Linked DNA regions of Drosophila melanogaster: all the other regions are linked to region 1. Evidence: chromatin contacts called from public Hi-C data. All regions are on one chromosome and are shown on one strand. Each heading gives the region's core, a stretch centred on a gene start, on an enhancer-like site or on the middle of the called end of the contact. The rest is flanking DNA. Distances are from core to core; before and after follow the strand shown. Region 1 holds the start of lncRNA:CR44331 (long non-coding RNA:CR44331). Region 2 holds the start of PolQ (DNA polymerase theta). Region 3 holds the start of CG31516.

Evidence for each region. A called contact is a pair of places that touch in the nucleus more often than the background predicts.
Region 2: a Hi-C map of the Kc167 cell line shows a contact between it and region 1, with 2.7 times the contacts expected there. The contact joins the promoter of PolQ here to the promoter of lncRNA:CR44331 in region 1. A contact is called at or near these places in 2 of 107 Hi-C or Micro-C datasets (the Kc167 cell line and embryo).
Region 3: a contact with region 1 is called in a Hi-C map of the Kc167 cell line, with 5 times the contacts expected there. The contact joins the promoter of CG31516 here to the promoter of lncRNA:CR44331 in region 1. A contact is called at or near these places in 3 of 107 Hi-C or Micro-C datasets (the Kc167 cell line and embryo).

What each region holds. Positions count from the first base shown.
Region 1 is chr3R:8,111,547-8,115,734 of dm6, forward strand. lncRNA:CR44331 (long non-coding RNA:CR44331) reads right to left here and starts at 2,457. Exons shown (of 2, transcript NR_125107.1): 1 at 1,563-2,457; 2 at 1,153-1,502. The region is part of intron 3 of puc (puckered); the gene reads left to right.
Region 2 is chr3R:12,710,538-12,714,725 of dm6, forward strand. PolQ (DNA polymerase theta) reads right to left here and starts at 1,762. Exons shown (of 7, transcript NM_079609.3): 1 at 80-1,762; 2 at 1-12. The coding sequence starts at 1,670. Men (Malic enzyme) reads right to left here. Exons shown (of 4, transcript NM_080141.4): 3 at 3,667-4,188; 4 at 2,566-3,610. The coding sequence ends at 2,935.
Region 3 is chr3R:4,217,919-4,222,106 of dm6, forward strand. CG31516 reads right to left here and starts at 2,212. Exons shown (of 1, transcript NM_164316.3): 1 at 545-2,212. The coding sequence starts at 1,778. The coding sequence ends at 1,032. It overlaps aux (auxilin), which reads left to right. Exons shown (of 13, transcript NM_164317.3): 4 at 329-396; 5 at 3,200-3,399; 6 at 3,838-4,068; 7 at 4,140-4,188. The coding sequence starts at 3,225.

The DNA of each region.
Region 1 (4,188 bases), core at 1,207-3,706:
GGTCGTGAAAGATTCCAAATATTTGACAGAGATTAGCCTCCTATAATGTCAGCCTAATCTTGGAAAAATAATATTAAATTCTGAGGAAGCTAGAGCTCCCCGAATTCAGTCGGAGAATCCGTGTTACGCTTAGTCATCATCTTGGCGATTTGCGATTGCCAATTGCTAAACGTGACTTGTTATTGGATGCCTGGCGGCTTTTTCCGCGGTCAGCGGGCTCATTTGTGGATTTTGCATAACGGTTTTCGTCTGGCTTCCAGTCGCCTTTCTTCTTTGGATCTGCTTGGAAAATTCGTTATTGACTTTTTGGTTTGCCCCTTTTTTTTGGCTTGTTGTGTTGTGTGTGTGCTCTTGGCATTTCGTGCTGCCCTCAGCGCTTTTTCCACACAACCAAGCGCACTATACAAATTGTTAATTTTAAATGAAAATAATAATATGTAGCCGCCTGCTTCACTGAGACGCAAAAAAGGGGGCACGAGGTGGGAACGAGGAGAGAACTTTAGCCGTGGAATATAATGCTGACGTCAATCGCATTTTTCCATTTCCATTTTCTATGTCCAAAGCTGTTCATCAAGTATTTTTGTTTTGCTTTTTTTATACACATATGTATGTATATATATTTTTTTTCATCCAAGCTAATGTCTTGGCACGTGTGCACGAGCTTTGTCGTTCTTATTGCTGCTTTTGTTTCTAGGTATTATTAATGTTTTTTGTAGCGTCTGTGGTTTAAGTAGTGCAAATATTTCATTTAAAACAAGCGCGAGAAAAAAAGTGTGGGCGGGTATGAGCGACCGACGACCTCCAAACTAGACGTCTCTAAAAAGTGATATTATTGTTCTACACAGCCACGGATTGTATCGTACTCGGTTTTCAAAGCATATGCTTAATTTTAAATGCCTTTGACCCTATTTTAAGTAAATATGAGTATTTGTTGGATTATATTTCAGTACCTTGAATGAACAGGCCAAATTCGTAAAAGAAACTATGTGTATGAAATGGATCCTAGACCTTATTCATATTATAAATTGAATTACAGGTTAAATAAAGTTATTTTATTTTAAAATCAGCAATAATCCTTCTTCATAAAATAAAGTTAAAAGGCTCAATGTGCCATTTTAATCTTTGTTATAATCTTAAGTTAATAGCTAATTTGGAGTAAACCGTAAAAAATTTCAAAGCAAAGCTCAAGTCAAAGTAATTTCCAACGTGGAATACATGTACATATCTATCCAACTCCCTCGCTCCCATGGAGGCAATTGGGGTGCGTTGATAAGGAGCAATGCTCCTTCCACCTCAAAAAGTTTTTGTTGTGACTTCTCCTACGCTTATCCATTCGCCTCTCTTCATCGCCTCCTTCGCTCCTTCCGTCCTCTGTCCCTTCTTCTTCTTGGTCGTCGCATTGTTGTTGCTGTTGCGTGTTGGCGTTGGCAGACAGCATGGCGGCAGCGGCGTCGTCGTCGCATTGTTGTTGCTGCCGTAACTGTGTTGCGACTTTGGCCACACTGAAAAACATAACTGATAGAAATAAGGATTTGAAAAAAAATTACTCTTTTAGTTCACACCTACTCATTTAGTTCCACCTGAGATTTGGTGCTTCAATATTTTTTAAAACGTAAGATGGTATAATATTCTGTCTAATCTTAACGAAACGCCTGAGTTACTTGAAAGCTATAGCCTTGCGAAGGTCGATCTTTGTAGATAAAAGTTTATCATAGAGTAAACTCGGTAGAATATGATAATAGGAGCCACAACTATAGCCGTTTTTGTCGGTGCAGACAAGTTTGCACGGGCAATGGAAACTTTATGCAGATTGCAGCACCAACAACAAGGCTAGCTAACCCAACCAGCCAACCGCAAACGTCCTTTCTGATAAGGGTTGTGTCGTCGACGCGCCTCCTGCGCTGCCCGAGTGTTAATGTATTTTTGGCCACCACTGTGCCCTGGCTCGATGATGACTCATCGCCATTACGTTTCGTTGTTCGTTCACAATGCAATGTGGAACACAGAGAGCGAGATGGCGAGAGAGTGGGTGGGCGATAGGTGGTGGTGGGTGGGTGGATGGATGGATGGTTGGGTGAACGGTACAGCCGCATCGATTTTTCTGTTGGCTTCTTATTGTTGCTATTTATTGCGCCGCCAACGGCACTTCTCACCCCTCTCTTTTCCTCCGGCGCTGTTTCGTTTTGGCATATGTTCTATTTTTGTAAACATTTCGGTTCCTGTTCATGAGTCATCGATTTGGTTTTTTCTTCTTTTAGTGGGTTATCCTTGTGCGTGCGGCCTCGGCTGTTGGTGTTTTATGGTCGTTGTTGTTGTTGTGGATTTCAGGTGCGGGGCGCAGCAACAGCTGGTTAATATCGCTTCCTCTCTCGCTTGCCTGCGCTCTTTATTTTATTTGCATCTGTCGGATCAGAATCCTTGGTTCAGACTTCTTTTGACCGCTACACAGAAAGAAATCTAAGTAACAAATTTTTAAAATGGGATTAAAGCTTTAAAAAAATTTTAAAGTGTGCTTCTATTAATTGTTGCTCCTTAACTTCGCCGCTTTTATACATGCTTAAGTATTATTTTTATAAATGCTCTACCTCTCTCGCTCACTCACACCCGCGCAGCAACACATTAGTACTCAGGCACGAAGTAACGGTGGGTGGGGAGACGGACAAGAGAAAGAAGAAGCAAAAGGAGGTGGCGGCGGCGGCGGGAAAGAAGAAGCAGGGAAAAGTATACGTACAATTTTGTACTGAGTGCATGAGTCATGATTTCGCTTCTCTGTTTGTGTTTGTGAGTTTGTGTGTATTTGCCCCGGCCTTTTGCGCATTCGTTTTTGGTTTGCCGTCGTCACCTTATGCCTATTATTATTGTTTTATTTCGCCTGAATATATGCTGATCCCCTTCTTAGTGAGCTTCCTCTTCTACCGTACAACTTATGATTTCTCATTGTTCCGCTGCTTTTCGTTTTCCATTCATTATAACAGCACTTTGTGTGCGCGGGGGTGGCGGGGTGTTGGGGGATGTGGGGAAAGAGGAAGCACCGCTATTTTGAAGCAGAGCTTAAAATGAACTCAACGCCGGCAGAGGCAGCGGCAGTGGCAGCGGCACCGGCAGAGGCTCATTAGGCGACGGTAGAGTTCGAGGCCCCAATTGTTGTTGTAGTTGTAGTTGTCGGATAATGCTAATGTCATTATGCTGTGTCATTAACATGAACGATAAACCAAACCGAGCCACTTGGCCTAGAAAGCAATCAAAGCCTCAATTGTCAGGAAATTGAGCGGTATTTCAATCGGTAGTATTCGCTCTATTTTACTTGTAATGGAGATTTAAGCGTTACAAGGATTTTTCAGATATCCCAAAAAGTTAAGAACTAAAAAATTAAAGACCAATTTACTAATAACAAATGAAATTTGCATCTATTTCTGTACATATGTATGCAATGTTTTGTTTCATAAACCAAGAAAAAGAGGTAAAATCTTACTTCCTTCAAGGTATCTGACATTTTTAAACACAAGGCCATAATTATAAACAAACGTTCCGCTTAAATTGGCCAAGAATACCAGATGCTGAGGTAAATAAACATAATAGCAAGGTTTAAATTCGAAATAGAGATCTCTCACAGCAATGCTCGATCTATTATCTATTATCTATTATCTAGGGGCTTTCTAGCCGATTCCACATCCTTTCCTACGATTGCCATCCAATTTGTCAACTTATCGCCGCGATGTCTGTACTGACTGTACCCATATTATTTGCGCGCCAAGCTATCAAGTTATCAAGCCGTCAACTTTTATCTGCCAACGACGGAGAGGCCTCTTTGGCGAACTAACTTAATCTACAACGGAGCATACAAACACACATATGTACATATATAGATTTGTATATATACGGTTACAGGTTACGTTTACGGGGCATTCGAAGTACAATTACGGGTTGTGGACACACGGTCGTAGAAGCAGCTAAGCAAACTGAAAGCTGAGGCCCCTCGAGAACATTTGGCGATAGTCACATTCTATATACATACATATATACAATTGGACAGCTGATTAGATAAAACTATGAATGCATATGTTCAAATATATACCGAGAGTTTAGAAAATAGATTGTTCTAATATAAAAAGTCAATATCGTTGTCCCAAGTAACTCAGCCAAAAAGTACTCAGTATAAAATGAGAGAACCCAAAAAAAATCAAAATC
Region 2 (4,188 bases), core at 512-3,011, 4.6 Mb after region 1:
CCCCATCGAGACCTAAGTTAAATGAAATTAAAATCAGGGATAGGGATAGAGTGTAAATTATCAATTCGACTGATCCAACCTGTGGGAATGTCCCTGAGTTGTTGCTTCACTTCTGCAATGGCCCTCGGATTTAGATTTGTTCTCAATCGCTGGCCCAGCACTGTTTCAGATTTGATTTGGACATGGATTGCGGTGGCCAATTGAACGGCCAGGTTCTCGCACCAATCTTTCGAGGGGCAGAACACGATTACCGAGCATCCCTCCAGCAACGTCTCTATGCAGAGAAGGGCCACATCATCGGAATCGTTTTCCAGGCCTTTCAAAAGTACCTTTTGCTTGGCCACATCTCGAACTAATTTCAAACGGTGGTCATAAATTACTGTGCCCACCTTAATCATTTCCTTTAGAGCAACGGGTCGGTAGTTTGTGATGTACAACTCGGCGTCAAGCCAGCTCTGCAGCAGCTGCACATTCTCGAGTGTGGCCGACATGGTGATCACCTGGATCTGCAGTCCATTGCGACGGGACATGTAGAGGATCTTGGCTAGCAGAAGTTCCAGGATATAGCCGCGTCCCTTGTCCGAAATGAGATGCACTTCGTCTACCACCACCATGCCAATGGTTTCCAGTTTGCCCTGCTCCATCAGCTTGTTCACAATGGAGTTCGCCTTCTCAATTGTGCAAATGGCCACATGAAGGCTCTCAAAGCCTCCTGGTGGCGTATAGCCGCCGTAGAATCCCTCCACGCGGTAACCAGCCGGCGTGAGCAGATCCTGCATGTAGAACATTTTCTCGCGCACCACCGAGATGAAGGGCAGTATGAGCAGCACCTTTTTACCTCGCTCCAGTACGGTTTTCAGCATCAGTATCTCACTAACCAACGTCTTGCCTGCCGACGTGGGTGCTGAATAAACCAGGTTGCAGTGCTCAAACAGCAATCTAGGCTTGGAGAGACACTCCACCTGCCAGTCGAACATATCGACAACACCCTTCTTCTTGTACTCCGCTTGAATGCTCATGGGCAGGTTCCATGCGCTTATTGATCTAAGCGTGTTGAGATCAAGTGGCATTGCTGGTCTTTCGGGCATCGCTTCGCGGATCCTCGAGGAGTTGGGCGACACTCGCAGTTGGTTGGGCGACATGCTGCTCAGGTTCTGCGTGACTTGCGAAATCTCTTGATAGAATTCCTGCTTGGCCAATACGGAATGACTGTGCAAGATGTCTTCCTTCAGCTGCTCGGAAGCCTCTTCATCCTGCGCAGGACACAAAAAGCTGTTCTCATCCAGATTGGGCTGATCCAGCACTGCATCCGCGCCTGCGTCCTCGCCCTCGAACGAAGACTGTGTGCAGATTTGGTCATTCAAAGCGGATGAGCGGCTCTGATCCTCAGAGTCCTGATTGGAAACAACTGCCATATGCTGCTGAACCTGAGACACATTGACCACTGATTGTTCAGCTGGCTTATGGGCCTGATTCACTTCGTAGGAGAACTCGTCCCGGAAAAACTCCGAGTTAATTTCCTGGATCTCGCTATTTACCTCATTGCCGGCACTTTGGACTTGGATATTTCCGTTTCCTGGCTGTGCATTCTCCTTGTCGTCCGCTTGCATTCCTTTCTCCAGCGCCATTAAGGTGCTGTTTCCGAAGTTGAACGACTGCGAGAATGCCATTGCGCCGGTGCGTTTTTATACTGAACTAAGAATTGTTGCAAACTGCTTGTTACAAGTGAAATGAATAAAATGAAAACGAAACGTCGCGCGGTCAATGTGGCCGTCTTATGATTAGTTTCAAATATACTATTCATGTTTGTGACACTTTGAATGAACTGTTTACACCGCCAGCGGTCCCACTGAAACCTTGTTCACACTGCACGCGACTTTCTTACAAAATATCTTAATTAAACAGATTTTATTTATACCGTTACTTTCCGAATTCCATATGCGTGCTATGGGGCATTTAGCACAAAGCTAAGGTCCCACTAAAACCTTGTTCACACTGCACGCGCCTTTCTTACAAAATATCTTAATTAGACAGATTTTATTTATACCGTTACTTTCCGAATTCCATATGCGTGCTATAGGGCATTTAGCACAAAGCTAAGGTCCCACTAAAACCTTGTTCACACTGCACGCGCCTTTCTTACAAAATATCTTAATTAGACAGATTTTATTTATACCGTTACTTTCCGAATTCCATATGCGTGCTATAGGGCATTTAGCACAAAGCTAAGGTCCCACTAAAACCTTGTTCACACTGCACGCGCCTTTCTTACAAAATATCTTGATTAGACTGATTTCATTTATACCTTTACTTTCTTGCTAAGTGTAAGCTAAGTGTAGTTAAGTGTAAGCCTGAAATCCAAGCCCAAGACCAAAACTGAAAGCAAAAGACCCACAGCAAAAACTCAAAAAACTCCACGACGCAACAAACTCGCGTTCGAATCGCAAGCAAGCTGCGCTGAAATCGCTAACAAGCCAACCAAAAGCCGCACGAAAGTTGCGCCCAAGCCGCAATGAATTTAACGCTGACTTTATGAACTTTAAAAGAAACCTTTGGCTTATTTTTGTTTATTTCTTTATTTGTATATATCCTTAGAATAGTTTGTGTTGTTCAAGATTACATAAAATTTGTTTACATATCTATTAGATCAATATCCCATTTACATAGTTAGCATTATACAAAATCGCGCGCCGCAAGCTGATGACATTCCATTTTAGTTGGTTTTTTTTTATAATATGGTTGTTGGTGGATAGTGTGTGGTTGTGGTTAATTAGCCGCGATACAAATTTGGATATTATGCTAGACGACAAATGTGCGACATTATAAAATAAATAACATGGTTACTGCTCGCCGCCCTTGCCGGATATCTTTTGATGGCCACTCCTTTTGGTTTCTGGGGTTAGGCGGAATGGATCCTCATCATCTGGCCATCATCTACATCTTATAGGTGGCGGGCACGGATCGGGGATAGTCCAGATCGTACATCTGGGCCTTGATGAACGCCAGCTTATTGACCGGCTCTGGACGAACAGTGGCCAATCCGTTTTTGTAGGCGTACTCCACAATCCTTTCGGCAATGGCCATCGAACAGCTGACAATGGAGCTGAGTGGTGGATACAAGCTGCCCTTGGCCAGGTCGTCCTTGGAGACCAGCTCCGCCAAGCGCTCGGCGGCGACCAAGAATACCTGCTCGGGAATGTTCAGCATGCCGGCACACAGAACACCCAGTGCCACGCCAGGGAAAATGTACGAGTTGTTGCCCTGACCCGGATAGAACTTCTTGTTGTTGTACGTCACAGGAGCAAAAGGCGAACCGCTGGCGAAGATGCAGCGCCCCTTGGTGTACGTATACGCCTCCTCGGCGGTGCACTCCGCCTTGCTGGTCGGATTGGACAGTGCAAAGATGATCGGCGTCTCATTAATATCGGCCATCAGCTCAAGGATCTCCTGGTTGAAGGCGCCGCCCTGCGCAGCCGCTCCAATCAGGACATTGGGACGCACCTTTCGCACCGCCTCTGCCAAAGTATCGATGGGTTCGTGCAGCTGGGCAAAGTGCAGCTTGTGTTCGGTGAGTCCGCCCTTTGGACGATCGCGGGTGATGACACCACGGCTACATAGAAAGCATCTATAAGTATCAGGATGTATTTTGATTATATATCGACCTACCTATCCACCATCCAGATGCGGGCCTTGGCCTCCTCCTCGGTGAGACCCTCCACCTTCATGGCCATCAGGCACAGGTTGGCAATACCAAGAGCCGCTTCTCCGGCGCCCAGGAACAACAGCGTGTTATCCTTCAGCTGGGTCTTCTTGATCTTTAGCGAGGCCAGCAGACCAGCCACGGCCACCGACGCGGTTCCTTGAATATCGTCGTTGAAGGTGCAGAAGGAGTCGCGGTATTTGGACAACAGCCTGAAGGCATTGGCGTTGGCAAAGTCCTCGAACTGGATTAGGCAGTTTTGACCAAAGCGACGAACGCAGGCATGCATGAACTCATCGATGAACTCATCGTACAGATCTCCAGTGGCCCTGCGTTCGCGCAGACCGATGTACAGGGGATCCTCCAGGATGGATTCGGTATTGGTGCCCACATCCAAGGTGATGGGCAGGCACTGCGATGGCTTAATGCCCGCCAAGGCCGTATACAGGGACAGTTTGCCCACGGGTATACCCATTCCGTTGGCGCCC
Region 3 (4,188 bases), core at 962-3,461, 3.9 Mb before region 1:
GTGACGAATAGCACCGATAGTGGAGTGCACTGCAATATTTCCATGCTGATTGAAACTGCAGAAAGTAAAAGTGAACATTTTTTAATAATTTTGAAAAACTAAAAATATACTCTTTTTGTTACATTCTGCTTGAATGCACCGTGCCAACTATTCCTTGTGGTTCAAATAACAACAGTGCGAAAATATTTAAAATATACGTATTGGCTTTGTTTTAAAACCCTCCAAATGACAATAAAGTAAGATTAATAAATGTTAGAATTATGTCTACATTTAAATATATTTAACTGGTAGCCATACGATTGTAGAATCTGCTCTTTCCCGCTTACAGATATACTTGTACTAAGGAAGAAGAAGGCTTTTGGAAAGTTTGCAACATCCGGATGGGCAGACACGAATGTATGTACATATATACTTTAAATGATTTAATATACCCTCAGCAAGAGAATAAAGAATATAGTCATATATATTAAACATATTTTTAACAATCGTAATTGTTTGTTTAAGATCTTAGTCTTATGAGGCCAGTTTATGGTCATGGTTCTATGGTGCACTAAAATTTATTTCATTTAATATATTTTTAAAACTCAAATAACATCAAATAACAACAGTCATATGTGGGGGAACTAATATATTATTTATAATATGAGACCCTTGGTCACTTCATAATCATTCGCAGCCTAATAGGTTCAAGGGCCGGCGCCTCTCACTACATATTTGAATCTTAAGTAAACAGAGAAGTAATTGCTGTGTGCGCTATCGTTAAAAAAAAGTGGTTTGAAGAACGATTACAGCCGTTGGTACATTCGTAAGTGGGATAAGATCCAAGCAGTCGCATCATCGCCCGTACCAGACCAAGGGAGGCCACAGTTTACTGCCAATTTTCGCCATATTCATGGCGTCTGTGCTGCTGGGCGGGGTCTTAGAGTTAAAGGCTTTTTAATTAACGTAAATTTCACTTTTTCATTAAACATGTAACATTGCGAGGCATCCACGGAACATGACAACTTGAAGCGTGAGAGGAAAGACCAATATTATCTGCCGTAGAAACTGAAGATGCTCCTGTCAGCCAGCTTCTTTGGCGTATACTGCCACGCATCGGACCTAGACCCCACCTCCAGTGCTTCCTGATCCTGCCCCTGATCCTGCAGTGCGTCGCGAACGAAGAATACTCCTCTGGCGCCAAAGCGCAGGCAGCTGAAGCGGTACTCGAAGAACTGGCTGGCCAGAACTTTAAAGACCACCGACAGACATATCTGCATGTTGCCCTCGCCGAACGCACGGATGTCGTAGAGTCTGAGGCAGCTGGAGAGCGGCAGCGGCACGCAGTATTCGGGCGGATTTCGAGTCGAGAACCCGAAGGTTGCCACCTTGCGCTGGTTTATCTCGACGCTGAGGCGCAGACCTAGATCCGCCCGGGTGTAGTCGAGGGCGGCGCACAACCGCTGGTTGGCTGATTCGCCGAGTCCCAGAGCCAGGCCAAGGCAGCACCGGCAAGAGAACTCGACGCAGGAGCAGGGCTGCCAGAGCTGGGGTAGCTCTACGATGTTACCGTTCACGGGCTGCCGTCTGCCCCGCGAAACAGCCGAGTACCGCAGCGGCTCCAGCTGTTGGCCACTAAAGGGGTTGTAGATAACCAGTCGTGGCACTGCACCCGGAAAATCAGCGGGACTCGGATCCCGCCCCAGCGCGTCTAGAGCGTAGAACTCCGTCCGACAGGGCACGACGACCGTCGTCAGCAGGCAGATCAGTCCGGGGATATTTCTTAGTCGCCGGCACATGGTGGCTATAGTTTCAAAGTCCAGATCCAGGGGTCTCGGGGTTTTTTCTATAGCGTGCTCTCGGCTGCAGTTGTGCAAACAGAATGCTCCCGCTGTTTGCCTACAGAGGGGTTTTCCACGACCCCGACCGCTTTGCAGGCGCACCAAATGGCGCGGAAAATGTTTATTTTTATTGTCTTACATTAAACGGCTTTGGCCGAATGCGGCTCCCTGAAAATTGTGTCAATGCTAGATCGGGGGCATCGATACAACGTGGGAGTAGGGCGGTGGTAATTAGTACACTGATAAGGTTGTGTATTTTGCATTCGACAAATCTCCACGCGTTACGTGAAACTGGCCAGGTGCACACAGCAAATTGCAAGCTTAACTTCAATGTCCAAAATAAGCGGAGCTCGGTTTGCGCAAACTTACGGCCATATCGGTCATCTGTAACTATCCGTATTCGCCAGCGGCCCAAGCGTAGCGCAACACAGCTCTCAATTATCCAAAGACAGATGTGTAAATATACTGCCGTTACCAACTTGTTGCTGTTCCACGGAGGGGAGGTGCCCCAAAGGCTTACTAGTCATACTCCATTTCTTCATTCCGACGGCCAGCTGTTGCAGCGGTTGTCCCCTGGGTTTCCCCTTAGCTGTTGACTTCAATCAGCCAACTCTACCTGGCACAATGTACATAGGAAACTCAAACTTCAGAGCTGGACCTTGAATTGGCTCAAAGACACATGCACGCTTGATGCACAGCTAAATGCGGGAATTTACTCAGGCGACTCAAAGGGGAATGACTTTTCGAAAAAAGTGTTTAACCTTTCAATTACATTTTATTTTCTTTCAAAGCTGTCACAGCCCCAGTCAAAAATGCAATACCTCTAGACCTCTGATAAATGTGGTTGTGTGCGCTCTTTTAACCGTATCAAGCTAAATGGGTACTTGTTGAAGAGTATGAACTAGCGGAAGGAACTCTTTAGAGCATATATCTTGACATGACTGCTCGTACAAAAACTGTGATCTCTTAAAACCTCGCAAGGGCGTTGGCACTGCACGCATTTTAAATATAATACAATCACCTCAGGTGCAATCTTAAAGCCAGGATTAAACGTCTGAATTTTGAAGAGTCAACATACAAAATGTTTGCTTAAAAGCACTCTAAATTTAGTCGAAATTCATAATCTAGTTATCCGCGCGCCACATCGATAAGAGCCCAGCGTCAAATATCGATAAGAGCACAGCGCCACATATCGATGGTGAGCCAGGCCTGCGCGATCAAGCTATCGGAGCAAACTGATTCCGCTCCACCCTGCTGAGGAACCTGCTCCTCCGCAGCCCTGGATTCTTTTTATTTTTTTGTGGCCACGGCGCTACGAAAATGTTTTAGTTCAGTTAACGGGCGCCAGATATTTTAGGTGTATCACTTGTCGATTACAGCCTTCTAGCATTGGCCACCACCAAAATGGGCGAGTTCTTTAAGTCGCTCAACCTCAACTACTTCTCCTCTAGCGAGGTCAACGGAGCTGCAGGAAACGGAGCACCAGAGGCCCTCGGTGGCAGGCTGGACAATGACTTCGTGGGCCAGGTCGTTGAAGTCGCTGGACACAGGCTGCGCATCAAGTGTGTCATCGCCGAAGGTGAGGAACGTGGGTGGAAAAATCAATAGGAAGTGAAGCCGAAGCCACCAGGCCGATCCAAGAACTTAAATGCTTCTTGTTTGCGCTTTCCGAGCTCGAGAGGCGCAGCTCTGCTTGAGCCAAGCCAACGGACGAATTGTGGCGATAGTGCATTGCCACCATCACGGTTACGCGTTACCGCTGGTGCCCACCTGCGAGCCATGGCACATTAAACCGATCGGGTTTTTTTTTAACAAGTTCTTATATAAGAACAACAGTGGCCTGAAGGTGGCTGAAAGTTCGTAGCTCTGCAGGGAGCTGGAAGACAGAATTCGTAAATATATAGCAGGCTACCAGCCGGTCAACCCCTTCCTCCGAGCGTGCCGCACTTAGCACTTAGGCAGGGCCTTATCTGTGCCTCGTTATCTACTTGTCTCTCGCTTCCACCCCCTTTTTCAGGCGGATACGCCTTCGTGTATGTAGCCCAAGATGTGCAAACTGGCACAGAATACGCCCTCAAGCGTCTGATCGGGGCTGACATGCAAGCCTCCACCGCCATCATCAACGAGATCAACATCCACAAGCAGCTGTCGGGGCACGAGAACATTGTCGCCTTTGTGGGTTCCAGTTATACCGCCCCATCAACTCAATTGGGAGCCCAGTACTTGCTCCTCACCGAGCTGTGTAAAGGTAAGGGACGCCCTAGGGCGTCCAATCATACTACGTGAACATTTGAGCACATGGATTTCTATCCTTGTCAGGCGGATCTCTGGTGGACTGCTTCAGAACAAACAATGCTCCATTCAATCC